2 separate regions of the Ovis aries genome follow, and region 1 is linked to region 2. Evidence: chromatin contacts called from public Hi-C data. All regions are on one chromosome and are shown on one strand. Each heading gives the region's core, a stretch centred on a gene start, on an enhancer-like site or on the middle of the called end of the contact. The rest is flanking DNA. Distances are from core to core; before and after follow the strand shown. Region 1 has its middle 21 kb from the start of RAPGEF1. Region 2 overlaps NTNG2 (netrin G2).

Region 1 (4,759 bases), core at 65-2,564, 450 kb after region 2:
TAGAGAGTAAGGTTAGGCTGCCAACTCAGAATGAGAAAACAGGAGGCATAGGGCTGGGGCCGCCAGGACTAGATATGGGGGTAGGGAATGCCTGCAACGCAAGACGGCAAATTTTAAGATTAAAAAAAATAATAAAAAGACAAAGAAGTCTGCACTCAGTAGGGCAAAGGTAAATTGAACTTTCAGCTAAAAATAGAAATGGGTTCAAGAAAGGTTTTCATAAAATATTTAGAACTCTGAGGGACCTCCAGAATAACCTGGTCTAGTGGTTTTGAACATTTGGGGGGGGGCGGTTAATTTTAGCATCAGAACTCTTTTTCCAGAATAAAATATACAAAGATTGTAAGAGTGGCTGTGGCAGGAAGTAGGGAGGCGGGTTTGACACCACAGGACTCCCCACCCCACTGTCCCTCGAGCCTCAGGACTTTTGGGGCGCCTACCAGGGGCACAGATTTCCCTCTGCCTCCTCACACTATGGGGAGAGAAGCAAGGTTTGGGGGGTACAGCGAGCCCCGGGGAGCCACCTGTGGGCTTGTATCCTCAGATAACAGCAGCACAGATGTCACCGGGGGAGCTGACAGCCACATGCGCACACGATGCCCCAGGGCTGGCAGACACCGCCCAGTGTCGACCTGCGACTCTCACTGCGTCGTGGAGTCCTGCAACCTGGCTCCTGCGACTCGGCCGGGTCAGCTGGCCCCTTAGTCTTGCACTCAGCAGGAATAATTGCAGCACCGACCGGGGTGGGCTGTGGCAGAAAGGAAGGAGCTAAGTGTGCAGGCCAGCCGGGAGCAGGGCACCTGCCAGGGTGAGGGTGGGGAGGGCACAGACGCGGCTCCTCCTCCCTCCCCTCCCTCCCCTCCCCGGTCCTCAGAGGGCAGAGGTGAGGATTCCAGGAGAGGATGCTTTAAAGCACCAGCCCCGAGAGCCACACAGACTCCAGCAGAGAGTGCGCCCGCGACAACTGTTATTACGATTGTCACTAACACTTATTACCTGCACGAAGCCTCACAACACACCCGTGGTACTATTGTTGCCATTTTACAGGTGTGGAAACTAAGGCACAGAAGGATTCAGTGATTCTCCCAAAAACCAAAACTGGGGAGGAACAAGAGGCAAGTGGGCCCTGGATCCCCGCCCACCCGCCACCGCCCATCCGAGGGCCCCAGCTCTCCACCTCACGGTGTGAAGGAGGGAGACAGATGGGTCCCCGAGGAGTACGAGAAGGCAGGTCAGTCCCTGCCCGTCCAGCCCCTCTCCCTGTTCAGTGTGGAGCCGGGCAGGTGGTGCTTCTGCGGGGCTGTGTCGCCCTCTAGTGGCTCCATGCGGGATTCCGACCAAAGCCCTGCTTGTCCAGAGGGACGCTCGCCCTTGCCCTTCACATCCTAGAGCTGCAGAGACGTTCCGTTGCCCGGTGCTATGGGGTCGGGACCACACAGTGACCACCATCCCCCCATCCAGGACATGAGTGGGAGAAGCCTACAAGACCTCGCAGGCGCTGGAGAGAGGGCGTGGCTAGAAATCAGGCTGGATCACGGGCACCGGGGAATCCCTGTTCAGGTGCCTGGCTCAGGGTGGGTGTGTGCGTGCGCGTGTATGTATGGACCCTGTGGAGGTGGCATAAATAGGGAAGAAGGAAAATAGAATTGCAAGGCATACGGTGTCTCTGTCCCTTAAATGGAGTTTAGAGTGGCAGTGGAACTCTACAGTGTAAGCTTCATGATTAGCTGCGTCACCACGGCACATTCTGAAAGCGGACAGACAGGCAGGAGTGTTAACTGAGGCACCGCCTGGCGGCAGTGTTTGACAGTGCCTGCCGAAGCTCGGAATACATGCATACACCCAGCATGTCCATTCCTGTATCAGCACCTGGACTCAGGAAACACACACCCTCTGTCCACAGACAGACAAGCACCATGTCCACAGCTGCTTTAGCTGTAATAGCTCAACCCTGGAAACAACTCAGATGTCCATCAGCAGTAAAATGGATGAGTTACGTTGTGGCAGTCTTATAAGGTTCCTGTGATGGAATATTTGGCAGCAATGAAAAGGGGCTACATGTATAGCATAAGTGAATCTCATAGGCATAATGTTGAGCAATGGAAAGACCCAGACTTCCCATTTACATGAAATTCAAAACCAGGCTAAGTGAATCTGTGATGGTGGGGGTCAGAATAGGAGTTGTCTCCAAGAAGTTGGGGGAGCCTGTGCAAGGGGGGGGGCTGTGTGTACTCTAGATTTTGTTCTGGATGATGGCTATACTGGTGCACACACTTGTGAAAAGTCATCAAGGTGTACACTTAAGATTATCCTGCTTCATTAATGAAAGCCAACAGACACAGAGGGAGGGGAGGAGTGGTGGGCAGTGCAGGGCAGTGGTGGGTGGGACTCTGAGGCCAGAGGGGCCTGGGGATGGCTGTAGGGCCCCGCAGAGACCACTCGTGTGAAGCACAGACAGGATCCTGGGGAGGCTGGCCGTTATTCACTGTTTTGAAAACCCCAAAGGATCCTGCTAGATGGCTTCCTTTCCTGAAATATATTTAATTGATTTCCTAGTTCAAAGCTGCAGAATAGGATGGTGGCTTTTTGCCCCTTTCTTTTTGCTTCTCTGTAATTTTCATCATTTTCCCCCTATAATGAAAGTGTTATAGTTTTTTCAATATGGAAAAAAAGGCAATAAAAGCTATTTTAATTAAAGAAAAAAAGCTGTGAGTGCAGATTCTGGTTTGCAGATTTTGCACGAAGGCACATTTGGTAGCGGGGTCGGACACTGACAGCACCAAAGTCCCATGGGTTGGGAAAAGGATGCGGGGGTTTGAGCCTTCTGTCTACAACACAGCAGGCTGCTTATGGATACAACGGTGAAAGCATGGCACGCCTGTGGATCACCATGCTGTGTCATTTCTTGAGCGCTTACTCAGCAACTTACTTTCCCTCCCTTAACTTTACAAGTGGGAAGGCTCAGCGTTACTTTAGGGACAGCTGGCTTTTTCTTTTTTCCCGTGTCGGGTCTTGATTGCGTCGTGCGGGATCGCTCGTTGCGGCACACGGGTTCTAGTTGCGGCTCACGGGCTTGGGGGTGCATGCACTTCAGTGGTCACAGTGCTCAGGCTTAGTTGCTCTCGGCACGTGGAACCTTAGCTCCCCCACCAGGGATTGAACCCACATCCCTTGCGTCGCAAGGCGGATTCTTTAACCACTACACCAGCAGGGAAGTCCCGACAGCTGGGTGGGATTCAGGAGCACTGTCTTCCAGCCCTGCCCTCTCCCTTGATCAGCTGATGTTCTATGAATCATCTCTCTTACTTGGAACTTCCTTTCTCCATCCTTCCTGTGAAGGCATCACTCCCTGCCTTACAAGCCTGGTCACTATTATTGCACCCATTTCACTCTCAAGGACACATTTATTGATAAGTAGCTTGACCAAGCCCTCCCAATCGATAAGGAACAGTACAGGGAGCCGCCGGTGAACTCTCTCTGGCCCAGGACCGACTTTGTCAAGCCTAAAGGATGTTCCTTTTAGCACTGACCTTCGGGTTGTCTTAGTCACACTTTCTGGGCCTGGACAACTGTGACAATTAATTTTTCCCCCTCTAGCAAACGAGAGGCTTCATGGTTTGCTTTTCAGAGCAGCGAAAGTGAGGGTAGACAGGATTTCAAGACTTGTCAGGTGAAGACCAAAGGAAATGTCATATCAAAGCTAGGAATGGTTGATCTTTCTAAAATCTAGAGCATTGTCTTTTCATAAAAAAAAAAAAAAAAAGAACAGCCCAAGTGATGAGTTGATGCATTTGCCGCGTAGGAATTTGTAAATAAGGAAGATGTGCCTTTGTTTTCATTCTGACATCCTGGATTGTATGTAATGTAGAAATAAAGTTTATCTGGAATTTTTATTGGCTATGCCCTTTCTTAAAGTGTGGCTTAATGAGGAGACAGAGGGATTGTGCAGTCAGAGGACAAACCCATCAAGGGAAAGCATAAATTGATACAATCTTTCTAGGGGACAATATGGCAACATGTATCAACATTCCACATACGGGTATTTCCTGACCCAGAAATGTCACTTCTAGCAAAGACATATACACAAGGATGCTCATAATAACATGGCTTGTAATGGTAAATTTAGAAACAATGTAAGCTCTAACAGCATGGAATTGGCCCAATAAAGCAGGGGTCCCCAACCTCTGGGCCACGGACTGGTATCTCCTGTCCGATCAGTGGCAGCATTAGGTTGTAAATGAGTGAAATGAAAGTGATAGTCGCTCAGTCGTGTCTGACTCTGCTGACCCATGGACTATAGCCCGCCAGGCTCCTCTGTCCATGGAATTCTCCAGGCAAGAATACCAGAGTGGATAGCCATTTCCTTCTCCAGGGGATCTTCCTGACCCAGGGATCAAACCCGGGTCACCTGCATTCCAGGCAGATTCTTCACCATCTGAGCCACCAGGGAAACCCTTTAGAAATAAAGGACACAATAAACATAAAGCGCTTGAATCATCCTGAAACCATCCCCCTGGAAGTCCATGGAAAAATTGTCTTCCATGAAATTGGTTCCTGGTGCCAAAAAGGTTGGGGACCACTGCAATAAAATATGGCACATCCAGTCAGTGAAACACAGAGGCGCAGAAATTGATCAGTGGCTGCTCCTGGGGAAGGGGGGAACCTACTTTTCATTGTCTAAATACGTTGGTTTCTTTTTAATATTTTATTTAGAAATAACTAGATTCACCTGTAATTACAAGAAATGACACAGAAAGAG
Region 2 (4,848 bases), core at 1,765-4,264:
CTGTGACCTATTGTCTTCCTCATGGGCCGTGTTACGACATGGGGGCCGTGGCTGGGAGCGTTTTAGTGTCTCAGCCTCAGTGGACTTGGGGACCCAAATGCTGAGTGGGAAAAGCCAATGACTTAGGAACCGGTAAGTTGTGACAAAAAAACCACTTGTGACAAAAAACCCGAAGACCAGTGTTTTTGATCACATCAAAGTTTATTTTTTCTCACACATGTAAGTGAAGAGGCAAGCAACCAGGGCTGGCGTCACCCAGCTCTGCTAGGTCCTCAGAAAACCAATCTCCACCTTCTGGGCTCCACCATCCTGAGCGGGTGGCTCCCCAAACCATGCTGACTGAGTATCAGGGTGAGGCGCCAGAGAGACAAGCAGGGGCCACAAACTTGCCAACTGAGACTTGGTGGGGAGTGAAGGCAAACAAAGGCTTTGAAGACTCTTTCCGGAGGCCGCGCCCATTACCCTTGCTTGTAGCCCATTGGCCAGAGCTGGGTCACGTGACCACACTAGGCAACAAGGTGCCCCAGGGATGTTTGCTTTTAGCCACTGAGCTAGTGAGCTTGTCACTAAGAAAGTAAGGGAGAGGGGGCATGGGGACCTGACAGAAGGCACTTTGGGGTTGGGAGCTGAGACAGATCCGGAGGCCAGAAGGGCCTGGTGCTTGGCCCTGAGAGGCCCTAGACACATTTTATATCACTTGTGGCCGTGTTGTAATCTCTTGTCATCTGCAAGGCCAAGTTTCATTAGACTCTGAGCCTTGCTCTGGGGACTTGCAGGAGGGATGAACACAGTTTTATGTTAAACGTCCCAGTCTGGAAAGATCGGCTGCATTCAGAGGGTAGCTGCAGGTGCTGGGGGGTGGGGGTGGGGAGGTTGTAGGAACAGCAGGGAACCAGAACCTGATCCATGTGCTGGGAATCTTCCGAGGCAGCTGGGAAGTAAGCAGGTGGCCAGGGAAAGCCAGACCTTCTTGAGAGACAGCAGGGAAGTCCAGCTCCCAAGGACCAGAAAGAGACCCACGGGCACCTCAGAAGCACAGGGCTAAGCTGATGGACCCCTTTCTTCCGAGCTTCCTTTCACAATTCCCAGGCTGTCCCTGGTCCCCTTGGCCGTCCCCTTACTGATGCTCGGGAGGGAAAGAGGAAGATGAAAGCGGGGAGAATGGTGGGTTGTGGGTCTTTGCCACCAGGGGGCGCCGGAAGGCCGCGGCCCCAGCTTGAGACACGGCCTGAGGCTGAGGGTCCAGGGGGCCTGATAGAAATCCCCCTCCGATACCGGTTTATAAACAGAATTATCGGAGTCCAGCCCTGTTCCGTGCTCTGCCAGTCCCTTCCCTGGGACTTCTCAACAAATCCTTGTCTACCATGTGCTTTTAAATTTGAGGACAGCTAAGGAAAAGTGCCAATACACTTTGGATTTTTTTTTTTTTTTTTTTTAGGGAAAGGAGGGAGACAACCTCCCAAGTTTGGGGAACATCAGAGGTCACTGCAGGGCCAGGCCTGGCCACGTAGTGAGACAGCTCTGCTGGCCACACCTGCCCGTTATTCACAGAGGGGCCTGGGGAAGAGATGGGCCTTAAGAGTGAAAGAGTGAAATCGTTTCTTTAAGGCTTTTCTGTGAATTCCCATTTCACCTCCACAGTTGCTGGGTAAAAAAAGAGCAGAAAGAACACAGGCCCCGGAGGCAGCAGTGAGCAGACTCTTTACTGTCAGATTACACACCATCAACCACCCCCCCCAACGGCGACCAGCATCCCTGCCCGGGGCCCCCTTCACAGGGGCAGCTGATACAAACAAGAATAGTTCTCTGCAAAAGGAAGCGTCCGGCCCTCCCAACCCTCCGTCCTACCTCCCTGTCCCCAGACACTGAGCTCCTTGGTCACCAGACCTCTGGAAAGGCCTGGGGTCTGGTGGGTTGCAAAGGAAAACCAAGAATAGAAAAGAGAATTGTCAGCGACTAGAGTTGTAGGCAACTGGACTTTGGGTCCGCTGGCTGGTGGTGAGCCAGGGACAGGCGTTGGGGGTGTCTGCAACAGTCGTGTGTGTGGCAGGAGGCAGAATCTGAGGGTGTGGGGTGAGCAGCGTTTCTCCCCACCCTCGGTCTCACTGCCGGCAAAAAAAAAAAAAAAAAGGAAAGGGGCGGTGGGTAATATAAAAGAAAAACTAAGACCAAAATCGCAGGCCGCTGGGGCCAGGACCCCACAGCATCCCCCGCTGCCGTGCAGGGGCGGGGGCAGGTGCCACTGGGGTAGGGGGGACGGGGCGGGAGGACTCTGCTGAGTAGCACCTGGGAGCAGCTCAGGCCGCACCCTTCTCACCGCCAGGCCTCGGACGCCGGCCCCCGGGGCCCCCCGGCTCTCCGGGCGAGGGGCGCAGGGCGCGACAGGGCGCGCGGACTGGCCCTCACCCTGCCCGGGGTGCCCTCCGTGGGGCTCAGCAGTCCAGGCGGACAGCCAGCCCCAGCAGCAGCAGGCAGCCGAGCAGGGTGGCGGGGCGCGGGGCAGCCCCCGGTGCGCGGTCGCAGTCCAGGCCGCCCTCGTCGTCGGCGGGGTCGCAGCGGGGCAGCTCGCAGCGCGCGCCGGTGTAGCCACGTGGGCAGGCGCAGCGCTGGTTCTGCACGCAGGTGCCCCCGTTCTGGCACAGCAGCTGGTCGTCGTCGCACACGTTGGCTGCGGGGCGGAGGGGCGGTTAAGGCGGGCGGCGGTCTGGTCCACCCCGAACCCACCACCACCACCACCCGCGCTGGAGCTTCTGCGACTGGGATGCGCCGGTCCAAGTACCTGGGGCGCCCTTCCACCCTCTTCCGTTGGCTAACATCGGGTCTCCGCCAGCCCATCACTTCCTCGGACAGCCTCCCTTCCTCCCCGAAAGCCCTCTCGCCTCCTGCCAACTCCAACCAACTCCCAGCTCCCCTTGCTTCCAGCTCCCTTCCTGCTACCTACACCACAGTCGCATCAGGCCCCGCCCACCACCCAGACCCCGCCTTTGACGTCAGGCTCCGCCCACCTACTGACCCCGCTCTGCAGCATCAGCCCCACCCACCTACAGGCCCCGGCAGCCTCAGGCCCCGCCCACCCACTGGCCCCGCCCGGCAGCATCAGGCCCCACCGCCCCGGGCCCCGGGCCCCGCGCCCCGGGCGCGCACTCACGGTAGCAGCCCTGGCGCCAGTAGTGCGTGGGGAGGCAGTCGTCGCACTTGGGCCCCGCCGCGCCCTCGCGGCACTCGCAGAAGCCGGTCTCGTTGCACCGGTCGTGCACGGAGCCGATCTGGTTGCAGTTACACTCTGGACCGACAGTCGCACGGCGAGTGATCAGGGTGACTTGTGGGCGCTGTCCGCACGGACCCACCCCGCCAGACCCCGCCACCCTCCCGGCCGGATCTCCGCATCCGCGGCTGGACGGTGGGGTGAGGGCTGCGTGGGGTGTCCAGATCGCGAGGGAAGACGGCATTTCCTCCCATCCAGGCAGCCCCTTCGCCTCCTTCTGGCCCTGGCGCTATGTGGCCTGGGCCAGCCCTTTCCGCTCTCTGGGCCCATCTCCCTGCTTCTCTAACTGGGGCGGGCGCTGATCCACCCCAGCTTCAAAGAGCGGTGACTGACAGGTGGGCGGGGCCTCATCGAGGCCACCTGACATCTGACCTGCGGGCTGTGCTGTGTGTGGGGACGGGAAGGTGTAGCGGGCATCCACAGCTCTCCTCCAGGGCCTCCAGCCTCACCCTGCCCCTTCCCAGTCGGTTTCCTGGGGCCTCTGCCCGCTGGGGGAGGCAAATGCCTCCACTCTGGGTGTCCTTGTCGCCTAGTGCTGGGCCGGGGGTGGAGGCAGCAGGCAAAGAAAAAGGAGGTGCTGGGGTGGGGGTGGAGGACGGCCTCTAATCGGATCCAGAGGCCCCTCCCTCTCCCCCGCGGCTGGCCAGTGTGACATGGGCTGCACGCTTCCCTTGGGATCACTTGAGAATTGATGAAATTATCTGAAGGCCGCTGCCATAATTCAGACTGACAACTGCAGCTTTGCACAGCCAGGGCCAGCCTGCTGGGCGGGGCATGGGCAGAGAGGTTCCCAAGGGCGCTCGCCATCCCAGGGCTGAGAACTGGCCTCTGCGGGGGACAGCATTGCAGTCTAGCGGGTGCTGGTTGCAGGCCATGGGGCCCACCTTTGGGGTTGGCTTGCCCCTGGCTGGGTCCAGGGCCCCTTGTAGATTTATTTCCTTCTTTACCACAAAAGCCAGGCCTGGCGCAGAGGGTAAAGAAAGCAGACCATTTGCTCACTGGAGGCGGGGGTGTGTGGAGGGCTTATAAAGCACAAGAGAAGATGCATTTGAAGAAAAGCATCAGTCCCCCCAGAAGGGTTGGGCAACCCTTTACCTGATCCCACTTTACAAACAGGGGAACAGGCTCAGAGAGGGGAAGAGAGTTGATGAAAGGCACACAGCTTGGCTTGGGAAGATCTCCCTGGAGGAGGAAATGGCACCCCACTCCAATATCCTTGCCTGGGAAATCCCATAGGCAGAGGAGCCTGGTGGGCTACAGTCCATGGGGTCGCACGAGGCGAGCACGACTTAGCGACTAAACCACCACGACCACCACACAGCCAGGCAAGCCCTAGACCCTGTCTTTGGCTCGAACACGTGGTTCTGAAACTCCAGTGCCTGCGGGGAGAACCACATGGGGAGCTTATCAATAGAGCAGATTTTGGAGGCTTCTGTCCTTAGAAACACCCAGCCGGAGTGGGCCCTGGAGTTGGAATTTTTCCGGATCAACCCTGAATATTTATTGGAAGAACTGATGCTGAAGCTGAAGCTCCAATACTTTGGCCACCTGATGTGAAGAACTGATTTACTGGAAAAGGCCCT

What was found. Hi-C and Micro-C count contacts between places; a contact is called where the count stands out from the background.
Region 1: a Hi-C map of hypothalamus shows a contact between it and region 2, with 8 times the contacts expected there. The contact joins two enhancer-like sites. A contact is called at or near these places in 13 of 16 Hi-C or Micro-C datasets (blood, hypothalamus, liver and 7 more).

What each region holds. Positions count from the first base shown.
Region 1 is chr3:5,062,912-5,067,670 of ARS-UI_Ramb_v3.0, forward strand. No RefSeq gene overlaps it. Among named protein-coding and RNA genes, the nearest start is that of RAPGEF1, 21 kb to the right of the region's middle. Within about 2 kb of position 1,315, at least 5 of the 54 cell types and tissues checked have an H3K27ac peak or open chromatin away from gene starts, as enhancers often do.
Region 2 is chr3:4,606,952-4,611,799 of ARS-UI_Ramb_v3.0, forward strand. It overlaps NTNG2 (netrin G2), which reads right to left. Exons shown (of 11, transcript XM_042248034.2): 10 at 3,149-3,283; 11 at 1,677-2,668. The coding sequence ends at 2,433. Among named protein-coding and RNA genes, the nearest start is that of TRNAE-UUC, 32 kb to the right of the region's middle. Within about 2 kb of position 3,015, at least 28 of the 54 cell types and tissues checked have an H3K27ac peak or open chromatin away from gene starts, as enhancers often do.